3 separate regions of the Mus musculus genome follow, and regions 1 and 3 are each linked to region 2. The links are chromatin contacts, called in public Hi-C maps. All regions are on one chromosome and are shown on one strand. Each heading gives the region's core, a stretch centred on a gene start, on an enhancer-like site or on the middle of the called end of the contact. The rest is flanking DNA. Distances are from core to core; before and after follow the strand shown. Region 1 overlaps 1700029J03Rik (RIKEN cDNA 1700029J03 gene). Region 2 has its middle 30 kb from the start of Gm30588. Region 3 has its middle 60 kb from the start of Gm30474.

Evidence for each region. Hi-C and Micro-C count contacts between places; a contact is called where the count stands out from the background.
Region 1: a contact with region 2 is called in a Hi-C map of the N1E-115 cell line, with 4 times the contacts expected there. The contact joins two enhancer-like sites. A contact is called at or near these places in 21 of 484 Hi-C or Micro-C datasets (CD8 T cells, the N1E-115 cell line, the NIH/3T3 cell line and 15 more) and 2 of 115 datasets of contacts at active chromatin or transcription factors (extraembryonic endoderm stem cells and pancreatic cancer cells).
Region 3: a contact with region 2 is called in a Hi-C map of the N1E-115 cell line, with 6 times the contacts expected there. The contact joins two enhancer-like sites. A contact is called at or near these places in 1 of 15 datasets of contacts at CTCF or cohesin (large pre-B cells), 2 of 484 Hi-C or Micro-C datasets (the N1E-115 cell line and cerebellum) and 2 of 115 datasets of contacts at active chromatin or transcription factors (T-cell acute lymphoblastic leukemia and large pre-B cells).

What each region holds. Positions count from the first base shown.
Region 1 is chr16:93,436,582-93,440,447 of GRCm38.p6, forward strand. All of the region lies in intron 1 of 1700029J03Rik (RIKEN cDNA 1700029J03 gene), which reads right to left. Among named protein-coding and RNA genes, the nearest start is that of 1700029J03Rik, 20 kb to the right of the region's middle. Within about 2 kb of position 1,275, at least 26 of the 459 cell types and tissues checked have an H3K27ac peak or open chromatin away from gene starts, as enhancers often do. A contact at or near this core is called in the N1E-115 cell line, where this site is marked.
Region 2 is chr16:93,289,863-93,294,276 of GRCm38.p6, forward strand. No RefSeq gene overlaps it. Among named protein-coding and RNA genes, the nearest start is that of Gm30588, 30 kb to the left of the region's middle. Within about 2 kb of position 2,474, at least 98 of the 459 cell types and tissues checked have an H3K27ac peak or open chromatin away from gene starts, as enhancers often do. A contact at or near this core is called in the N1E-115 cell line, where this site is marked.
Region 3 is chr16:93,070,372-93,074,427 of GRCm38.p6, forward strand. No RefSeq gene overlaps it. Among named protein-coding and RNA genes, the nearest start is that of Gm30474, 60 kb to the right of the region's middle. Within about 2 kb of position 1,995, at least 53 of the 459 cell types and tissues checked have an H3K27ac peak or open chromatin away from gene starts, as enhancers often do. A contact at or near this core is called in the N1E-115 cell line, where this site is marked.

The DNA.
Region 1 (3,866 bases), core at 25-2,524, 150 kb after region 2:
TCTCCTTTCTCCTTCCTCCCCCTCTCCATTCTCCTTTTCCTACCTCCCTCTCCTCCTCCAGCCAATAACTAATAAAGGCAATGAAGATCTACTCTTCTGAGTACTAGCACCTCCTGCCAGCCCTCAAGCGCCCCATGCCTTCTCATCCCACTGCTGTCACTGAGCAGAGTCACCTCTCCCTTGTGCCTAGCTAAGCATGGAAAGAAGAGAGGGTTGTGACACTTCCCATGAGGATTACAGTGTCACTGTGATGCTAAAGCGACAGGACTGCAGAGATCTGTCAGCCCAGCCTTCTCCTCTTGGGAAACACACAGGAAGAGTCGCAGAAGATTGCTGAGGCTTCTGATTTCCAAACCAGGCTTACTTTCCACTAACTCACACCCACCTCCTGTCACTTCTTCCTACAATACGGCTTAGGGAGCAAGAGAAACTATTCAACCTCATCCTGTCCAGGATTTTAGCATTGCATTCTTCTTCTTCTTCTTCTTCTTCTTCTTCTTCTTCTTCTTCTTCTTCTTCTTCTTCTTCTTCTTCTTCTTCTTCTTCTTCTTCTTCTTCTTCCTCCTCCTCCTCCTCCTCCTCCTCTTCCTCTTCTTCCTCTTCTTCTTCCTCTCCCTCTTCTTCTTCTTCTTTTCTTCTTCTTCTTTTCTTCTTCTTCTTCTTCTTCTTTTTCTTCTTCTTCTTCTTCTTCTTCTTCTTCTTCTTCTTCTTCTTCTTCTTCTTCTTCTCCTCCTCCTCCTCCTCCTCCTCCTCCTCCTTCTTCTTTCCCCTCCTCCTGCTCCTCCTTCTTCTACGTCTTCTTCTTCTTTTTCATATTCTTATACTTTCTTCTCTTCATCATTATCTCCTTCTTCTTTCACTTCTTCTATTTTATATTTTTCTTTTTTTTTTTTTAAGTCTGATATTGAACTCACTGTGAAGCAGGAGCTGCGCTCCTAACCCCCCTGCCTTACAGTGCTGAGATTACATGCATGCACTGTTGTGGGGCTGGGAGGACTCACATGCACTGTTGCCATGCTGGGGTAATATGCATGCACTGTTGCAGTGCATTACTGCCACATGCAAACCTGAGCTTTAAGGACAGTTCTGAGTAACTGAGCATCATCATCAAAGCGTAGTGCACATGGGAAGAGGGGTGAAAAGCCACTTTGAAAAACAATCTGTGTATGTTATTCTCTGGTTTAGAATAGTCTCCTCCCACTCTCTGCTTAGGAGTGGGGAAGTGCACACTGGTAAATCTCCCATTGGCTGACAGACTTCCAGAATAAGGAAGGAGATGGTGTGAGTTACAGAGTTAAATCCTTGGCCTTGCCAGAACCCAGTCTGCTTCTGCCCCCAGGACTCTGGTTTGTTTGTCCCAAACCAGCCTCATCAGGCCCACGCTCTGGGGGCGCAGGGTTTTAGGCAGTTGAAATCCCTTCAGAGCCCAGCCTTAGGTTTTATCTCAAGAAGGAAGCCAATTAACTGAGTGGCGTGGGAGAGGATGAGAGCAGGAGAGAGGGAAAGTGGGCCATGGCTGAGGTGAACCCGGAGCCGTAGTCAGGGTGGTGCCTGCGGCAGGCAGAGCTCTTCTATCAGCAGTCAGGAGATACTGTGACCCTGCTGAGTGCGGGAAGGGAGACTCTGAGGTAAAATGCAAATTAGGTGACGAAAGAGGTTGCTGGTGAGACCAGGAAGACTGAATTGCAAGCAGGACCCGGTTAGCATCTTAATTAAATATCTGCGTGCGACTAGGGAGAAGCTGGCTGTGCCCTGTGGGATTGTACACCAGGGTTTGGAGGAAACGCTGGATGACAGAGACAAATGAGGAGCGAGAAGACACAGAAGGGTGCCCAGAGCCAACACCATGAATTCCTGAGGAGGAGCCCACCCCGGAGAAGCTCAAACAAACGCTTAGTGGAATCTTTGGAGAATTCCTTCACAACAGGTAGTGAAGGAGAGAGTTTACACTCCATGGCCCAGCCTTAAGCGGTGAGGGGAGCCCAAACTGAGTCCTGCACTCAGGACTCCTCCATCCAAGTGGGAAGGGCCACATCAGCTTTCCTGCCAGAGAAAGAAGGCGCAGGGGAGCAGGGGAGGATGTCTAGCAGCTCAACTCACACAGGTTGGCTGTCCCTGCAGTCAACTGAAAAACAAGGAGAAACGTGTCCTCTGACCTCCATGCATGCCATAGCATGTCTGCATGTGTCCATATGATGTGCCTATACCCCATAGACACATCACACACATACACACACACACACACACACACCACCACCACCACCACCACCACCAAAAAAAAAAAAAAAACCAAAAAACAAAAACAACAACAACAACAAAAAAAAAACCTTAAGATTGGCCTATTCCATTGACTCTTCAAATTCTTATAGCCATTAGGTAGGGGAATAAAAGATACCTCAAAACTAATAAGCTTTGTTATACAAAAGGACAGATTGTAAACACTGAATGCTATTAGAGGCAGTCTGTATTAGTAACATGAGAAGGCAAGGCAAGAGGACTGGAGGTTAGCTCAGTGCCAGGCACTTGCCCAAGGAGCCGAAGAGCATGAATTTAGTCCCCAGGTCTAGGAGGAAAAACTGCAGATCATGTAAAACATCTAAAAAGTGCAGATTGCTCTAAGACGCATTCATCAACAGGTTTCTGAACCAAAAGCTCCATTTTCTATTTTTAAATGCTATCAGTGAGAATTGGGGAGCAAAGTTATATCTTATACTTTCTTGATATAGAAGGCTTGCTAAAATGATCTCATTCTTAATTTTGACTATATACAAATACAGATTTTATGATTTTTATAAATGTAATGAGTTCCTGAGGAGTTAAACTAGAATATTTGAACTTAGCCATGTAAGAATACGGTAGAGCACATAAAAATAATAACAAACATTAGAAAGAAGCAAAACCCTTAAAAAAAAAAAAAGACAAGTGTCCTGAAAAACACAAAATTAAAAGTGATGCGATGAGAATCTAAAAATTAAACGAAGTTGTATTCACAAGATAATGTTGGCAATATTTTAATAAGCAGAGATTTTTAACTTTTAATATTAATATTTTTAATATTCTAAAGTGGAAATTTTTTAATTTTTTAAATAGATGAAAATAGGATAAATGTAGCTGTTTTCATTTCTAAGACATTTCGGTGCCATAGGGAATATTAAATAGGACACAGGTCAAAATTTTATATCAAAATAAATATAAAATCCAAAGGGGAGACAGAATAATATTTTCAAGTTGCACAGCATCAAATAAAACAATGGTTATTTAAATAACTAATAGTAAGAACCTGGACCATTATACAAGTTAATAGAATCTTCAATATAGAGAGAACAGGAGGAAGTTACTCTGGGGACCTTCCTGATACACTTGGGTAACTCACTGCTGTTCTAACTGGCCACAGTGTGTTACATTAATACAGTATTTCATAGTCAATGCTTGATGGGACCTGTGTGTAAAGCTGGTTATGGTGGGGATGTTTTCTAAAGTAATATGAAAAGTATTACATCAATTTTATGGTCCTAAATAATTCCTGACTAAAATTAAACAAATAAAGGAACTAACAAATTAATTAATTTTTAATGTGCAAAATTTTAAAGCTGTCACTTTCAGAACTTTGGGATATGCCCAAGTGGCTCTTGTTAGGATATTTGCAGTTTAATTCTTCTAGGATAAAAAAAAAAAAGGAATAAAATTAAATTAACTGAGCCCTCAATCTATAAAGCAAATAAATTTAAGAGAGGTTGAAAATAATAATTTTTGAAATAAGTGTTGTTAAACTAGGGAATACAATAGCAGACACCTTAGAAACCTATGCACAGGTGTGTGTCTCTAGTCACCTGAATTAAGAACTTAAAAGCAGACTTATGCAGATG
Region 2 (4,414 bases), core at 1,224-3,723:
GAGCTTGGTATTCAGTAAAAATCTTTTATTCAGTTGTGGGAGGACTAAAGAGGTATTTACCTACAGTATCTTCCTGGTTTCCCTCAAACTTTCCCATGAGCGTATAGAGTGAACATCTCCAATGTACCCAGAGTCACAACTCAAAGTCAACATAGCGTGCCATTAGATGGACTCAAGACACAAGCATTTATTTTCAGACACAGGTAGGAAGATGTAGGTATGTAGGACACTGCATCACAGGCTGTCTAAATCAGTACTTATCAGTCAATTTAGAGATAAAATATACATTGTCACATTAGTGAGTGCTATAAAACTGTACTAATGCAACACTATTTTAAGATCATGATAGCACAGCTGGGAGACAGCTCAATATCTGAAGTGCTTGGCACACAGAAGGACATGAGTTCAATCCCCTGAACCCATGTGGCACGATGGCCCACGCTCTGGGCACCAGCACTGTGGAAGCAGAGCAGGCAGATCCCTGGAGCTCACTGGTCAGCCAGCCTTATCAAATCGGCAGGCTCCCAGCCAATGAGAGACCTGACTGTAAGAGCAGGGTAGAAATGAGAGAGATGGTGCAGAAGGCATAAAGTACCTGCCGTATAAACACTTGGAACCCCAGCATGTACGTAGGGAGCCAGGCACAGGTGTCTGCAACCCTGTCACAGCTGAGGGAGGGGGAGGGAGGGAGGGGTGCAGTGTCAGGCCACAGCCCGGTGAGCTCTGGGTTCAGGGACAAATGTTTCTCAAAAGATAAAGTTAATAGTGGAAAACACCAGCCTCAACCTCTGGCTTTCACATGTGTACTTGCATGTACACGCATATACCTACACACTGTTATGCATGTGCCCATACATATGTGCATATGCACACACAACACACATACATGTGCAAGAGAGAAAGAGAGAAATACCAGAAATAAATCTTGTCCTAAAAGTTGATGCCCATTTTCTGACAAATATGACTTCTAGTGACAGCAAGTCAGGCTTCTCGAATAGGACAAAGATGCATGCTTATACTTCTAATTTGATGACGTTTTTAACACAGAGAAAAGATTCCTGAATAGCAAGCTGTGGCTACACATACACTTCTCATTCACTCTGTGCAGCCCTCCCCCTCCTCCCTCCCACTCTGTGATGTACTACACTGAATGAGTCTTGCAGCCTCGGAGTAAGGGATTCATAACTTTTGATTCTAGAAATCAATGAAATAAACACGTCGAGGCCTTGGATGCTTCTCTTTACCTCTGTGGACCTGTGTCTCCTCATCTCCAAGATGAAGGCATTCTAACTCCCAAGTGCCACTAAGGTCCCTGCATGTTGTCACTGATAATGGCAATGTAAATGCTGCATACCCATAACTGACTCAGGGCAAGCCTTGAGAACCCAGTAGAGAAGGATGAAGAGGGGATGGGATGGGGTGGGTGGGATGGGGTGGGATGGGATGGGATGGGATGGGATGGGATAGGGTGGGGTGGGATGGGGTGGGATGGGATGGGATGGGGTGGGGTGGGGTGGGATGGGGTGGGGGGGATGGGATGGGATGGGATGGGATGGGGTAGGGTGGGGTGGGATGGGATGGGGTGGGGTGGGATGGGATGGGGTAGGGTGGGGTGGGATGGGATGGGGTGGGGTGGGGTGGGATGGGGTAGGGTGGGGTGAGATGGGATGGGACGGGATGGGGTAGGGTGGGGTGGGATGGGATGGGGTGGGGTGGGGTGGGATGGGGTAGGGTGGGGTGGGATGGGATGGGATGGAGTGGGGTGGGATGGGGTGGGATGGGATGGGATGGGGTGGGGTGGGGTGGGATGGGGTGGGGGGGATGGGATGGGATGGGATGGGATGGCCCTCAGAATGGTGAGAAGCCATTTTTTAGAGCAGACTTCTTCATGAACTGTGAGACAGCCAGGGAAACAGATCAGCGCCTGCGAGTCACAAAATACCAGCACACTACGCAGCAAACCCCACTAACATCCTCTAATTGGGTAGAAAGTTGTAGAAAAGTCTAAAGTAGAGAAACATTTTCACAAAATTCTGCTTCCCCCCGAACTCACACGGTCACGAGGATGACAGGATCCCACGCAAGGAAGGAACACCTTAGGGATGTTGTAAGGGTTTTCACAGTAACTCTTAGAAGTTAGGAACCAGAACTTTTCACCGTTTTGCAGGGGGATTGAAATACAAAGTGATTTTTACAAACGTTTGGAGCTATCTCTCGGCGAGGAAAACACACCGTTTCCCTGTTTGTTCTTTCAATTTGCTCCACAGACCTTTCCCCCACACTGGTCCCAATAAATCAGTGCACTTCACCAGCACATTTAACGTTGGCCAGACTTTCAATTAGTGACTTTCTCCCAGGCAAGGCCAGCTATGGTCACACAGTTCTTTTCTTAAACTTCTTGCTATTCTCTGGCTCCCAGGAAGTGTGCACCTGTCAGCCAGCCCAGCCCCCACCCTCTCTCATTTTCTTAAAAGCCGGAACTCGGTTTCATTTTTCACTCTTGATTTTAAAGCGGTTGGAAAGCATGAAAGAGAAGGGGCCAGCAAGGGAGGTAAATAAATCTAATCACCGCGAAAAGGCGATGAAAGACCCGTGCCTACGTTTCCTCAATTTGTTCTTGAAATGATCCTTGCCACACTCATTGACTGAGGACCAGCTCTGGGTTCTCCAAAGAGAGGGTTCACGGAGCTGGGAACAAAAGAGCCAGTTCTTTTCAAACACCCATTGGAGTCATTAGTTCCCACCTTTTCCTCTTCACATTTCCAGGCACGGTTAATAAGTAGCTAAATTGACTTCTTTGAATCCTGTGCCTGCTCCTTTCTCTCGCCCACCCTCCTAGACGCATGTGGTTGCGCAGTTCATTCTTTAAGAGGAATGACACCAAGAAAGAAAGTCCTTGAAAAATGGCCACCAGCCACTTAAGAACTACAGACATTTCTAGTAAACTGAACAGCTAAACAGTGGCTGAAAGGGAGAAACGTAAAATCAAACTGGGCAGTGTGGCAGATCTTTCAAGTGCCAGGCTATGTCCCTGGCTCTTATTGTCCCTACGGTGGTCCCTACAGGACACTCCAGGCCTCCTGTAAGAACATACAACTGCCAATGCTCTTCTGACGGTTTTCTCTGGGGTGGTGATGGGAAGGCCTGAGGCGCTGCTGGCCAGGAGCAGCAGTTGGCCTCTAGACAGTGTGGACTGGAGGGCAAACAGACAGTCGTTCGGTCTTCAGTCTCACAGAGGGCAGCTGCTCTGCAAGCCTGTTCTGCTCTGTGTCCCAGAGACATGCCTTGCAAATGTGTCACTGACCACCTTAGCTTTGGGTAACACACAGCCATGGGAGAAAGAGAAATGTCTCCCCCTGGAGGACACACAGGCATGCTCGCTGCCCGTTGTATTAGACTTAGTCTCCCCCACACTCAGCATTCCACCCCATCAACTGCCTGGACCAAGCCGCGAGACCCACTGGAAGCCTTGAGGAAAGGGAGACTCAAGCCACGGATTCTTCAAGTTTCTTGCTGTTCTGTAGCTATATGATCTTTGTCCCTGTTGTCCTGGTTTCATTTCCTCCACCAGCAACCTTGACACCAGGGAAGGCCTGTCGCCTGTCAGAGGGAGGGGCAGAGGTCTTGCTCACTTCACAGGTCTCCTGCTGAGCGCATACCAGAGAAGTTCGGGAACTGAATTTCTGTTTGGTTCAAATTAGAATAGTCACATCCTAATAAGATTTACCTTAAAACTTTACTTCACTCTATGAATCACATAAGAACACGATTAAAACAGAATGCTTTAAGAAATGGTGCTCCAAGGACTTGGGGCTACAGAACTAGAACCTGAACCCACCCCCCAAATACTCAGTAATGGCACATACACCAGGGGCCATCGTGATAATACACTGACTGTCTACAATAGTAAAGTTGCTTACAAACACAGAATGTGACAAATCCTTTCTCCTAAAGGATTCTCTCTCTCTCTCTCTCTCTCTCTCTCTCTCTCTCTCTCTCTCTCTCTCTCTCTCTCTCTCTCTCTCTCTCTCTCTCCTCCCTCCCTCCCTCTCCCTTCTCCCCTTTCTTCCCTCCTCTGTGTTTGGATAGATACATAGATAGATGTATGATAGATAGATAGATTTATAGATGCATAGATAGACAGACAGACAGACAGATAGGTGATATGCAGACAGGTGATAGACAAACCGACTACATATGGTAATAATTGCAGCTTTTGCTTATCTCTTATGAAACATTTGTTTACTTTATGTCCTTGCTTGTTTGTTGTAGCACAAAAGAGTCCATCTCTCTAAGTGTATTCATTGCTGTTACAAATGGAGGGAAAATATAATTAACAGGAAAAAAATAAAAACTGTTATCACATGATGTCTTTTTCAGTTGAAAGGGACATACAAGGAGATAGCTGGCCATG
Region 3 (4,056 bases), core at 745-3,244, 220 kb before region 2:
CATATCCAACTAAGGTTACTGGAGATCTCATATATATATGAAGAAAAGAAAATCCTGTGGGGAATCTGTAGCATAATTCTTATATTTGAAAAGTTTCCGCTATAAAGGTAAATGCAAAGTCTCAGAAGTTGTGAGTCTAACACTGAAGGGGCGAGGATGCTGGCTTCTTGTTTGAGCATTTTTTTGTGTGGGTAGATGACAGGTCTGAATGATGCAGATGTATGTTTCGTTCAGTCCTGAGTGTCATACAAGTGCAGTTCCTGATGCCTCTCTTAGTACTATGTGTTACACAATTGTAAGTGTGTCCATACAGGGCATCTCGTGTGCATGTCATTCTGAAATTATTGTTACCTATGAACTTTACCACACGGAGAACTTTGTCATATATCTTGTCTGTAATAAAGCCATATTCATTCAAGAAAAAAAAAAAAGAACCCTCTACCTTCTCTGTGGACATGCAAGAGAACTATCTCCTAATGTGAGGAAGAGAAAGCCATATGAACAGCTTGGTGGGAAGTATCCCAGACAGAAGGGACCACCTAAAAGCTAGAAAGGAACACCTCATTCAAGCCAAGGTCATGAATAAGAACCTGACCTGAGTTAGGAATCATGGAAATTGTGTCAGATTACAAGGAAGTTGTACACGACACTCTTTGCTCGCCTCATGCCCTGCCTGCTTTGTGTAGCTTTGCTGGACTCAGCCCAGAACCCTGTAGGCTGATGTTCTCATCAAAACCCATTTTGATACATCAAGACTCAAAGATATGGAGCAACAGAGTTGACAGAGAGACAGCAAAGAAGACGTGGAGTCCAGGCTCCCGACTGCTCAGGGCTGACCGGACAGGGTGGTCTTTTTCTGTTGCAAGACAAAAGCTCCAGATAGATCCGGTTCTCTGAGGATCTGGTTTCGCAGCTTCTCCCTGCACAGCCTCAGAGGTACCATGTGTGTTTTCTGGGTTGAGGTTCCTTCATCTGTAGCATGGTTTCTCAACCAGTGGTGATTGTGACCATTCCTACCAATCCCCAGGGACAACGTCTAAACTCATTGGGGGTCGGGGTTGGGGGGGGACACTATAGGGGAAGTATTATTAGTATCTGTGAAGAAGCCATGGCTGCTGCCCACTGCCATAAAAATCCCCATGACTGTCCCACAGCCAGGAACAATGTGACCCTGTGTCAATGCTGTTGAGGACGAGAGCCCGCCCTCTGTAGGTGTCATGTTCTACACATGTCCCTGATACCAGAAGGTATTCTGTGTGTTCTGGGGCCCAGTGAGTAGGAAACTATTCTAGCACTGACAAGACTTAAGCCACAGAGTTCTCTTGGGTGAGTCCTCTTGGGTGAGTCCTCTTGGGTGAGTCCCCTGAGTTCACATCAATGATCGGATCCACACCCTTCACCAAGAGCCCTGCTTTCTTTCAAGTAAAATTCCTGCTGGGTCTCAGGGATGCCTGGCCTGCTGGCAGCCAGCCCTCAGCTCCCATACTGTTTTATCCTGCAACCGTACCTCCTTCCCTGACTGGGTTTTGTCTTGGCTGCTCCTGGCATTGCCTCTGACAGCTGAGCTTATGGAGAGAGGAGGCTCCAGATAAAAATCCCCAGCATAGCCCCACCAGACTCCCGTAGCCTGACCCAGGCTCAGAGCAAGACAGACAGACATAGCTTTCTCTCCTCGGCTATCTGTATTTACTTTGAGAATCATTTCCTCTGCTCTGCTTGGTTTCCTGTGAGCACGCTTGCCTGCTCCGTTCTCTGTCTTTTTTTTATTTTTTATTTTTTGTTTATTTCTCTTTCTCATATCCCCCATTGATCAGATGCCCTGGAAATATTGCAGGAACAGTGTGTTCTCTGTAAGATTTGGTTACACTTTAATACTTCTCAGCAAAATGTTGCCTTGGAACACCCAAATACTAAAACTCCAGGCCTGCTCTGCTTATACTGGACAAGGTCTTCGGCACAGTCTGCGATTCACGCTGGATCCAGTCCCGCCTTAAAGGGCAAGCGCACCCAGGCTATGGCAGGAATGTGTCTTTGCAGGCAGATCTCTGGAGTCTCTCCTCAGAGAAGTGAGCAGGCAAAACAGACTCTGTGCTCCCTCGCTGTCCCCAGTGTGGCCCTTTACAGAGCCACAGGACCATGCTGATTCCAAGGCTGGCTTAAGCAGGCAGTTAAGCCTGTGTCACCGGCAGGACAGCCTCTTGTTACCTCAGACAGAACCTTAAAATTGTGGAATTTAGTCTGAAAACTAGTAAAACTCTTATGCTATGTTACTTTAAAAATTATTTTTAATATGTGTGAATATTTGCCTGCACGGATGTCTATGTGTGGGTAGTAGGGGACAGAAGAAGGCATCAGATCCCCTAGGGCTGGAGTTAAAGACAGTTGTGAGCCTCTGTGTGGGTGCTAGGAATTGAACCCAGGTCCCCTGGAAGAGGAGCAAGTGCTCTTAACCCCTGAGCCACCTCTCCGGCCCGCAATGGTACTGTTAAATAGAGCTGTTCAGGGAGATGCCGCATCCTTTCTTACGAGCTGTTCCCTTCCACTGCAGATCATGCTGAGTGCCCTGGGTACCGGGTGGATGAAGAACGTAATTTAGGAAGGAGTTGGCAGTGACAGTTGTGTTAAACTGCAGTCTTCAAAGGGACCAAATCCTTTGGGTGGGTCCTGGCCATGTTTCTGACCTTTGGCTACTTTCCGTTGATTTAAGAACAAAAGGTAAAGGCTGAGTAATTTATAAAGGAGAGAAGTTTATTTAGCTCATGGGGGCCTGAGAGGTCCAAGAGTATGAACCAGGGCCTGGTCTCTGCTTGGTGTCCAATGAGGGCTTCATGTTAAGTAGTCATAATGAAGTGTGTGGTGTAGCATGGAGCTAGAAAGTGTCCACTTCTTCTCTCATCTGCTCTTCCAAAACCCCTCAAGTCTCCCATGGATGTCACCCTGATAACCATAGCCAAGCTTAGCCACCTCCAATCCTCTGAGGTCCATGAACAGGAATTAGGGTTAAGGTGTCAACACATATACTTCCTGGATCCCGGTTCAAACCACTCTACTGATCCCAGTGACAGGATCCAGTTTCACAGGGACTCCAGTACTCTATTTTTTTATTCTTATTTTTTATTAGGTATTTTCTTCATTTACATTTCCAATGCTATCCCAACTTCCCCTATACCCTCCCCCTGCCATTCCCCTACCCACCCACTCCCACTTCTTGGCCCTGGCATTCCCCTGTACTAAGGCATATAAAGTTTGCAAGACCAATGGGCCTCTCTTTCCACAGATGGCGGACTAGGCCATCTTCTGCTACATATGCAGCTAGAGACACGAGCTCCAGGGGTACTGGTTAGTTCATATTGTTGTTGCACCTATAGGGTTGCAGATCCCTTTAGCTCCTTGGGTACTTTCTCTAGCTCCTCCATTGGGGGCCCTGTGATCCATCCAATAGCTGACTGTGAGCATCCACTTCTATGTTTGCTAGGCCCCGGCATAGCCTCACAAGAGAAGGAAACCTTGCAGGGCACAACCTCAACAAGACTCATCTGTACGGGCCTTACAGTCAAGCTTAATGACAAAGCTCTGTCTTCTTGGTTTCAGGAAGACCACAAGTGGAGCATCGTTTACCCGGGTTAACAGAAAACAGCAAGGATAACACAGTGTCACGTCTGCCAACACTGTCCATCTTGAAGTCTCTCTTTGGGTACCAGACACTTTTGTATATAACTTAAAGAAGCAAGGCAAGTGAATTAAACAATGCCACTGAATATGAAGGAAAATGAGGCGTTCCAAGGAAGCTGCTTACGTCTCTCACGCAAGGATAACTTAATTTCAGGCACAGGACAATAGGCAGGAAATAGAAATGGGTTCAAATGTCCCCACCTCTAGGCTGCTACCTCAAGCGTTTCTTACATCATGTCAAAGACAGTACCGTCTCTACCCCAGCTCTTTAGGAAGGCAAGACTTGATCTCCTGGCTCAGGCACTACACCTTTGCCACAAGACAGAGGCTGATGGAGAGCTCACCGAGGTGAAGAGTGTGGGAGTGGCTGAGGGGATGGGTGGC